Regions from separate parts of the Sus scrofa genome. Here region 1 is linked to region 2. A link is a contact called in public Hi-C data. All regions are on one chromosome and are shown on one strand. The core of a region is the stretch at or near the end of the contact, and the rest is flanking DNA. Distances in the headings are between cores, read along the strand shown. Region 1 overlaps AKAP13 (A-kinase anchor protein 13). Region 2 has its middle 42 kb from the start of AKAP13.

Region 1 (4,416 bases), core at 1,037-3,536, 160 kb before region 2:
GAAATTAAAAGATCTTAAATCTAATGGTCTGGCTATGCCAATTTTTTCAGCTCGGTAGTCCTTATAAACAGTCACTTAAAACTAAGGCCCAAAAGGACCAGTAACAAGAAGAGACTATAATACCATCATCCCTGCTTACTTACCCTGGGAGCTTTACCTATCTCTCTCTTTAGTGGAAAGATAATCAGATTCTCTCCATACCCCTTCTAATAAAGCCCACTCTCCAGACTGGCCAGCAAAGCCCTTTTAATAACACTTTCCTTAGAAAATGCCTCAAAGCACCTCAAGTAACATGAAGAGAAATCGATTGTGAAATTTACTAATCGGGAGGCATAAACTAAATTCATTCCAGAAGAACAGGCTTTGGTTGACTGCAATGTTAGAAAACATGTAGCCATTTCATTTGACATTTGAAGTTAATTTTTTATTTCAAACAGGTTAATCTTTTGTCAGATAAAGATATGGGTTGGAGTTCCCGTCATGGCACAGTGGTTAACAAATCCGACTGGGAACCATGAGGTTGCGGGTTCGGTCCCTGCCCTGGCTCAGTGGGTTAACAATTTGGCATTGCCATGAGCTGTGTGTGGTGTGGGTCGCAGATGCGGCTTGGATCCTGCGTTGCTGTGGCTCTGGCGTAGGCCAGCGTCTACACCTCCGATTGGACCCCTAGCCTGGGAACCTCCACATGCCATGGGAGCAGCCCTAGAAAAGGCAAAAAAAAAAAAAAAAAAAAAGATGGGTCAATGAAATCCCTAAAGTGCCTTCTTCATTTTTAATCACATACATCTATATTCCAGCCAAAAGCATCCCCCTCCCCAATGCTAACACAAAAAAAAAATCAAAATTCTTGCTGTCTTCCAGCTTCATAATTTTGCAACACTAAGATATACACAAATTCTTAAAGATTTCCAAGCACCATCTATTTGGTCCATTAAAATAAAACCAGCAGGAGTTTCCACTGTGGCACAGTAGTTAAGAATCCAACCATGGCAGCTCAGATTGCTGTGACAGTGCGGGTTCAATCCCCATCCCAGTGCAGTGGGTTAAAGGATCCAGCATTGCCGCAGTTATGGCATAGGTCACAGCTGTGGCTCAGATTCAATCCCTGGCCCAGAACTTCCATATGTCGTGGGTGTGGCTATAAAATTTTTAGAAACAATAATTTAGAAATAAAACCAGCAGATGGCGCTCAAACAGTTTGTAGAGTCCTTTGTAGGGAATGGTTTAGGGACTATTCTCTCTATAATGAGGAAGAATCTTGAAACTTCAGCTGGAAAAGAAATCAAGTTACAAAAAGTCTGGAAAATGTTTAATGTATGGCCCCTTTAATGGGAAGTATTACTTTAAAAAGAGTTTTTTAGAATTCTAAGTGTATAAGCTTTTTGTTTCAATGTACAACCCTGCCTCTCAGTCTATTCTTACTAATAATAAGCAAAGCTAAATTAGTCAGAGGGTGTTGCTGGCTGGTAGCTTTAAAAAAGAAATAGCCTCACCCTCTCACAAATGTTTCACAACTCTCTGGAAATGCAAGCGTAATTAGGTCAACACTTAAACAGACAGTCAAGTCCCCCTTTGCTAGCAGGAGCAGACAGATATTTGGTTAAAACGTAGAGAGCATAAGGATGTTTATTATTGATAAAACATTCCTCTCTCCCTCTATGCCCTCCCAGAAAGCTGATGATTAAAGTGGGGGCATTCTACAATTAACAGCTTGACTTCTGTTCTACCCACCTCCCGTACTTATTCACCTAATATCCCTGGTTATTCGTTGGTCATTTCTCTTGGCTTTCCTCTGAGGTCATCTATGAAATTGAGTCTCCAGGCTTCCAAGGCTAGCCCTCTGCACAGGAGGAAGCAGTCAAGTCTCCAGAATACAATTTGATCAAGTTACTCCTGTGAAACTCATGGATGGCCAACAGGATAACATCCTACTCCCAGGCATGCCTCTTCGACTGGTGGCAAGCAAGGCCCTCCAAAACCTAGCCCCTGATGACCTCTCCGGCCTCTCCCCACTCACCCACAACCATCATATCAAACCACGGACAGTTCCAGAACATGTCAAGAGGTTTAAGCCTCTCTCTTACTACATGGCTCATTACTTGGCAGTGATGCTCCTTGTACCTGTCACATCCTCCTCTCACCTGACTGATGAATGGACCAAGAGAGAAAAAAGCATGAAGTTAAGTCCTGCTTTCTTTCCTGAGGAGAAGCCTAGTCTCCTTTTTCAGGTGAAAGGCCTCCTTACCTAATCAAACACCCTATGCCTCACTCACTACATAGAGGTCAAAGTCTCCTCCAATTCCTTGCACCTCTCTGTTTGTGCAATGAGCATGTGCCTGGGCAATGCTAAGGAAGGGAACCCAGCAAGTCAACTTGAACCACACCTGCTCGATTCTCATTCCTAGCCCTGATGTGACAAACTGTGACACCACAAAAAGAGGTATTCAAAACTGGCAAATGAGGATACTGTCAACTACACCAAGATTAGGGAGGGAAGGACACAAATACTGAATGGGAGGCATCACTGTGGGAGTCGAGATCACTGGCTCTGAAGCCACATGACTCAGAATGCCAGCTTCAATTGTTAGCTCTGTGGTTCTTTTAGGAACTACCTCAACCTCTAGACTGTAAACTCCACAAAGGTAGGAACTGTATCTATTATATTCACATATTTGAAGTGCATGAAGTAATTCAATAATGGCTCTTCCATCAAATGCTAACTATAAACCAACAGCACTTTGTCTTACACAGATTAAGGTTACTATTTAATCCCGTTAAGTACTGGTATTTTAACAAGTATCTAGCACATAGCAACACAAAATAAATGTCCCCAGTCATTCATAAGTAAATAAAAATATCTCACTTTTCAGAATCTCCACTTTTCTTTCCTTTATACTGTTTTCTAGTAAAATGAATTATTTCCCAAAGCCAAATAAAGTAATAAATTTTACTATTTTTTGGTTTTACTTACCTGTGAGTGAAGATTTTAACTTGATGGCAAAATTATGACACCCTCTGAAAAGCAGTCATAAAAGAATGCAGAAAGAACTAAAACTTGATTAGTTTTAAAGGTAAATTATAGGAGTTCCTATCGTGGCACAGTGGAAACAAATCCGACTAGGAACTATGAGGTTGCAGGTTCAATACCTGGCCTTGCTCAGTGGGTCAAGGAACCAGCGTTGCCATGAGCTGTGGTGTAAGTCACAGATGCAGCTTGGATCTGATGTTGCTGTGTCTCTGTTGTAGGCTGGCAGCTGTAGCTCCAATTAGACCCCTAGCCTGGGAACTTCCACATGCCTCAGGAGTGGCCCTAAAAAGCAAAAAAAAAAAAAAGGTGAATTATAAATCTTTCATAAAGCTGATTAAGCTTTCTAACTAATGATAAAGACCTATATGGACATTAAACGATTCACAATACTTAAAAACCATAAACTAGTAAAAAGAAACATTTTACCATTTCAGATGATGGGAACATTATTCTTATCTAGCCTTACTGGTAATAAACAAAACAAACCACTGCATATAAATATCCAGGTTTTATTTGTTTAAGTTTTCCTTTTGGAGTTCCCATCATGGCTCAGCAGGAACGAACCCAACTAGCATCCATGAGGACACAGTTTTGATCCCTGGCCTCTCTCAGTGGGTTAAGGATCCAGCATTGCTGTGAGCTGTGGTGTAGGTTGCAGACACAGCTCAGATCCTGTGTTGCTGCAGCTATGGTGTAGGCCTGCAGCTGCAGCTCCCGTTTGATCCCTAGCCTGGGAACTTCCATGTGCAACAGATACAGACCTAAAAAATGTTTTTAAAAAAGAAAAAAAAAAGTTTTCCTTTTAAAATGTCCAAAAAAAAAAAAATTTAGCTTTATGAAAGTGTAACTAAAGTACATTACACATTTCTGCACCTTCTTAAATATGCACAAGGAAGGGCAGGAGTAGTGACTGGGCAACTACTATGAGCTAGGACTTTTATATACGGGAACAACAATATTTAACTGGTAAAAAATAAAAGATAAATTTGGAGCACTTCTCAAAGTATCTGGTACCCAGTAAGTATTCAATAAGTGCTAGATAGTGTCATTTTTAAAATCACATTTAATCCGCACAAAAACCCTATAATACAAGTATTAATCACCCTGCTGAATTTTACAAATAAAGACTCTAAGGTTCCCACAGCTGCTTAGTACTAGAGTAGGAATCTAAAGCCAAAGCTACGTAACACCTAAATAAGAGTTGCTTTTCTCTACATGGGTTCTCAAAGCGTTTTCCCTGAACCAAAAGCATCACCCAGAAGCTCATTAGAACTGCCCATTTTCCCCCTTCCTTGGGCACAGTAAATCAGAAGCTCTGCGGCTGCGGCCCAGCAATCTGTGTGTTAACAAGGCCTCCAGGTGACTTCCAAGCAGGTTCAAGTTTGAGA
Region 2 (4,724 bases), core at 361-2,860:
AGAGTCTTGACCCTTGTGGATTGTTCAACTGAAACTCGGCCACAGCTCCGTGGGAAAGAGGCAGCGGGATCGCGGGACGTTGTCCTCGGAAAACCTTCCACAAGCAGAGTCGTGGTCTGTCCTGCAGGCAAGCGTGTGAATCCGGCTAGACCTGCCTCCCGAACGGTCGAGCTCCAGCGCATTCACAAGGGCATCCAGAGCTCCTCCCCCTCCTCCTCCCTCCAGGTCCTGCGGGTCCGACTCCTCCCCCATCTCTGTTCCCCTCTCGTCTCAGTTATCAAGTGCTGCCTGCCGCACCTAATCTCAGGCAATGATTTGCAGCACTGGTTGCTGCATTCCTTCAAACTCTCCTTTGCAAAGATTCTGGGACCTAATCTTTCTTTCTTTTTAAAATTTTATTGGAATATAGTTGATGTACAAAATTATGTTAATTTCAGGAGTACAGCACAGTAAATCGGTTATACATATATCCATTCCTTTTCAGATTCTTTTCCCATATACTTTATTACACAGTATTGAGTAAATTTCCTTGTGCTATACACTAGGAGGTACTTAATATTTCTTCAATGAATCAATCTGGGTAAGTTGAATGAGGACTTTAAGTTGAAACTGATCCAGTCACCTTAGTCTATTTTCTAAGTTATTTAAAATATACAACATTGACTTTTTTCTCGTTACAAAATTTTGGTACTATGGAATGCTGTGTTGGAAATACTGATCAAATCAAACTCCCTGATTTCATGGAAGATCAGTATAAATCTTAACTTTGTTCCTTATGAGAAAAAACCAAAAACAAAAACCCACCAAATACTTGTGCCCTCATTGGGTGCATGAAGCAGTTTTAGGTACTAGCACTACATTTTCTTGAACCCAAGGTGGATCCCTTTAAGGGCAATTAAAAAGATATAACATGACATTGATTTTTTTGCACACATTCTTTCAAATTTCTGTTTTCTATATTACAAGCTACCATCCACAGAGGGTCATAAATCCTCTGGAGAAGTCATATGTTACACCACGTGGTTTGCTTTGCATCTGTTTTGCAGCTGTTCACTTTGCAGTTTTATTTTGCCTTTTGGAAACCTTAGAACAGTGCTTCTCAAACATGAATGCGCATATGAATCACTTGGGGGATCTTGTTAAAATGCAGATTTTGAGTCAGGAGGTCTGGGGAGGGCTGAGATTCTTCACTTCTAAGGAGATGCCAGGTGGTGCCAATTCTGCTGCTCTGGACACCACACTTAGAGTGGTAGAGTTGTTGAAAAACAGGAACAAAAGTATTCTGAGAGTGCTCATGGGATCAGTGTCAATGTGCTTGCACTGAGAACCAGTCTGGCTGTGGAGGAGTTCTCCTTGAAGATTCTAGTCTACTTTCCCCCTCATCCTTCACTTTCCCTTTCTTTCAAATATTCTTTCCTGTTGTCTGGATTGGAGAGAAGCTGGGAGGGAAAAGCCAAAAGCTATGTTGATTCAGGATGTGTGGGTAGCACCTTAGGTTTCTTCAGGTCATCTGGGCTAGAAGAAAATAAAGGATCCTACAGCCAGCTATAACTGAAACCTCTGCGGCCTCTGTATTTGGTGTGTGAGCAACCAGAAGCAGACCCTAAATCAGTGGTTTCAGTTCCTTCAACTTTATTTTACTAATGTGAGAGAAGCAGCAGGCATCTGCAAGGAGCTCTGCTCTGCTCCCTCCTTTACATGTGCTGTGACTGGGGGCAGGGTTTCTCAGCTGCAGCACTGTTGACATATTGGGCTGGATAATTGCTTGCTGTGGGAGAACCTGAGTGTCCTGCACACTGTGGGATATTTAACAGCATCCCCGGACTCTACCCTTTAGATACCAGTGGCACCTCCTACCATTTAGTTGTGATAATAAAAAATGTCTCCAGACATTCCTACATATCAACTTGGAGGTCAAAATTTTCCCTGGTTGCGAACCACTGATCTAAAGATAAGGAATCACCTGTCAGTTCACCCAAATATCTACCTGTCCCAACCTTATCCCTGCCTTTTCAAATAACATCTTATTTTTCACTTTCTAGGTGGAATGTTTCTAAGTGGGATACCATGAAATGAAGTTTCCAAATAAGTGAAACAAAAGCATATGGGTTTGTACTCTGTGCCTATTCCAATGGATTAGTTCTGGCTACTAGAGATACTAGGTTGAAAAAGATTTTGAAGATTCCATATGCAGCAGGAAAGAATGCTGTCTGCCACGGGTGTGAGGTAGAGGGGCCATTATGTTTGTCATGGGTTTGTCTCATTTAAACCTGTAAATTGCTGTTTTCCTTTGCGCCCCAACATTCAGTTTACTCTCAATGAGGCAGTTGCTTTGGCCTAATAGAAAGCATGTTGGCCTTGGGATCTGAAGATTTAAGTTGGAATCCCAGCTATGCCATTTACTAAATAGGACCTTGAATGAGTGGGTGATTTAATCTCCTCTAGTTTCTTCAGTTTAGAATAGGGCTATTTATTCATTCCTAGCTCATATGATGGGTGTAAGGATTAAAGGAGATAAATGAAAGTTTCTAAAAAGTATCTGTTTTATGAGGAATGCTGAGTAATATATGTGTGTTGATAAATTATTTATTCCTCCAATAAATAGATGATATGACTATATGGCCAGGGAATACTATCCTACATTAAATGTTTGGAAAATTTTGGAAGAGGAAAGTAGGGCCCTACAAGGGCTTGTCCAGAAGGAGAACGGAAAGAGCCAATAGGATTGGGCTAATCATCCTCTCACAGTGAAGGTATATTTGGAAGCTTTCAAACTGGCTCCCCCTGAGAGAATAATTTAGAAGAAGGAAGAAATATCTGTATTTTCACAGATGACTCATTAGGGAATGAGTCCTCAAAGGGTTGCTCCCAGACTAATAGCATCAATATCACCTGGGAGTTTGTCACAATGAATTCATGGAGACCAGACTTTAAAAGCTTACTTGAGGAGTTCCCGTTGTGGCACAGTGGTTAATGAATCCAACTAGGAACCATGAGGTTGCAAGTTCGATCCCTGCGCTTGCTCAGTGGGTTAAGGATCTGGCGTTGCCGTGAGCTGTGGTGTAGGTTGCAGATGTGGCTCGGATCCCGTGTTGCTGTGGCTCTGGCGTAGGCTGGCAGCTACAGCTCCGATTGGATCCCTAGCCTGGGAACCTCCATATGCTGTGGGAGTGGCCCAAGAAATGGCAAAAAGACAAAAAAAAAAAGCTTACTTGACTCATAGGCAAGAAACCCAGACCCTCACTCAGAGTTTTTTTTATCTTCATCTTGCTTCTTACAAAGTATGAATTTTCTAATCCATGGTAGAAAAGAAACAGCAAATTCAAAGAGGTAAAGTGGAGGTATTAGAAGCTGGCCCAATGAAGACAAAATAAAGTGACAGTTGTTCCCGTTGTGGTGCAGCGGAAACAAATCTGACTAGGAACCACGAGGTTGTGGTTCGATCCCTGGCCTGGCTCAGTGGGTTAAGGATCTGGCATTGCTGTGAGCTGTGGTATAGGTCACAGATGCGGCTTAGATCCTGCGTTGCTGTGGTTGTGGTGTAGGCCAGCAGCTGTAGTTTCAATTGAACCCCTAGCCTGGGAAACTCCATGTTCCACAGGCGTGGCCCTAAAAGGCAAAAAATAAAAAATAAAAATAAAAAAATAAAGCAACAGTTGATAAAGAATAGAAACCCCCAAATATAAAGATGGGACTTCAGTTACATTAAGTAGGGCAAATAGCCACATACCCCTCACTATATCCTCTGGTCGTTATTTAATATTTCAAAAGTAGGTATCTGAAATATGGACTAGAATTATCAAGAAAAATCTGAACCATGTTTTTCGTTCTTGGTTTAAAATAATAGGTTTCCAAATGAGACATGTTGGGGGATGGGGGGATGCACTGAGGGTTTGGGGTGGAAATGCCTTAAAATTTGGTTGTGATGATTGTTGTACACATAATAAATGTAATAAAATTCATTAAGTGATAAAAAAATTAAAAAAATAAAATAATAGGAAGTTTTGCATTTTTAGAAAAAATATACTTCAAATAAATAAAATTTGAGTACTTTAAGGAATTAATTTTACTTATTTGGGGATTTCACTTTGTGGCATGCAAGAAACAGATCATGAGGCATCACTTTAACTTTCTAGAGGTCAAGAGCCATGCCCCATACTTTTTTCTACATACCCTAAGAGCTCAATAAATACATGTTTACTGGTTAAGCTTCTCTATAGGCACTGAGAAAAAAAAATAGTAGGAACAATTGTTTTGTAGTCATCATTCTGTTTCTACTTTGCCCTTTCTTTTTATTGCTTTGTTTTCAAAGCCAAATGAAGTCTGTTGATCTTCTGCATTGTTTGCTTATTGTTTTCTTTGGAGAAAATGAAATTTATGTGTGGAGAGCGACCTTGCTGAGAACATTTGCTTCCTTTCCATATTGTTTATCCATGTCAGTGAATTTACCTGCTAACTTCCTCTGAGTACTAATCATAATTACAGCTCTTCAAGGGTTAAGTGCATTTCATTCCTTGCTACCATCTATGAAAGTCATTGCTTCAGGGACTGGCTATTCGTTCAGATGACTTTTTAGGAAAAACTTAATGAATTCTCAAAGTGAGGTCCCTGGACTGTCAGCATCAGCCTCACCTGAGAGCTTGTCTGAAATGTAAAATTTCAGGCCCCATTCAGATCTACTGAATAAGAAACACACGAGAGGGTGGGGCCCAGAAGATCTTGGC

Evidence for each region. Hi-C and Micro-C count contacts between places; a contact is called where the count stands out from the background.
Region 1: a contact with region 2 is called in a Hi-C map of omental adipose tissue, with 2.6 times the contacts expected there. The contact joins two enhancer-like sites. A contact is called at or near these places in 20 of 47 Hi-C or Micro-C datasets (adipocytes, alveolar macrophages, brain and 12 more) and 2 of 2 datasets of contacts at active chromatin or transcription factors (alveolar macrophages and skeletal muscle).

Annotation. Positions count from the first base shown.
Region 1 is chr7:88,002,026-88,006,441 of Sscrofa11.1, reverse strand. All of the region lies in intron 2 of AKAP13 (A-kinase anchor protein 13), which reads right to left. Among named protein-coding and RNA genes, the nearest start is that of AKAP13, 110 kb to the right of the region's middle. Within about 2 kb of position 2,286, at least 21 of the 83 cell types and tissues checked have an H3K27ac peak or open chromatin away from gene starts, as enhancers often do. A contact at or near this core is called in omental adipose tissue, where this site is marked.
Region 2 is chr7:87,844,602-87,849,325 of Sscrofa11.1, reverse strand. No RefSeq gene overlaps it. Among named protein-coding and RNA genes, the nearest start is that of AKAP13, 42 kb to the left of the region's middle. Within about 2 kb of position 1,610, at least 14 of the 83 cell types and tissues checked have an H3K27ac peak or open chromatin away from gene starts, as enhancers often do. A contact at or near this core is called in omental adipose tissue, where this site is marked.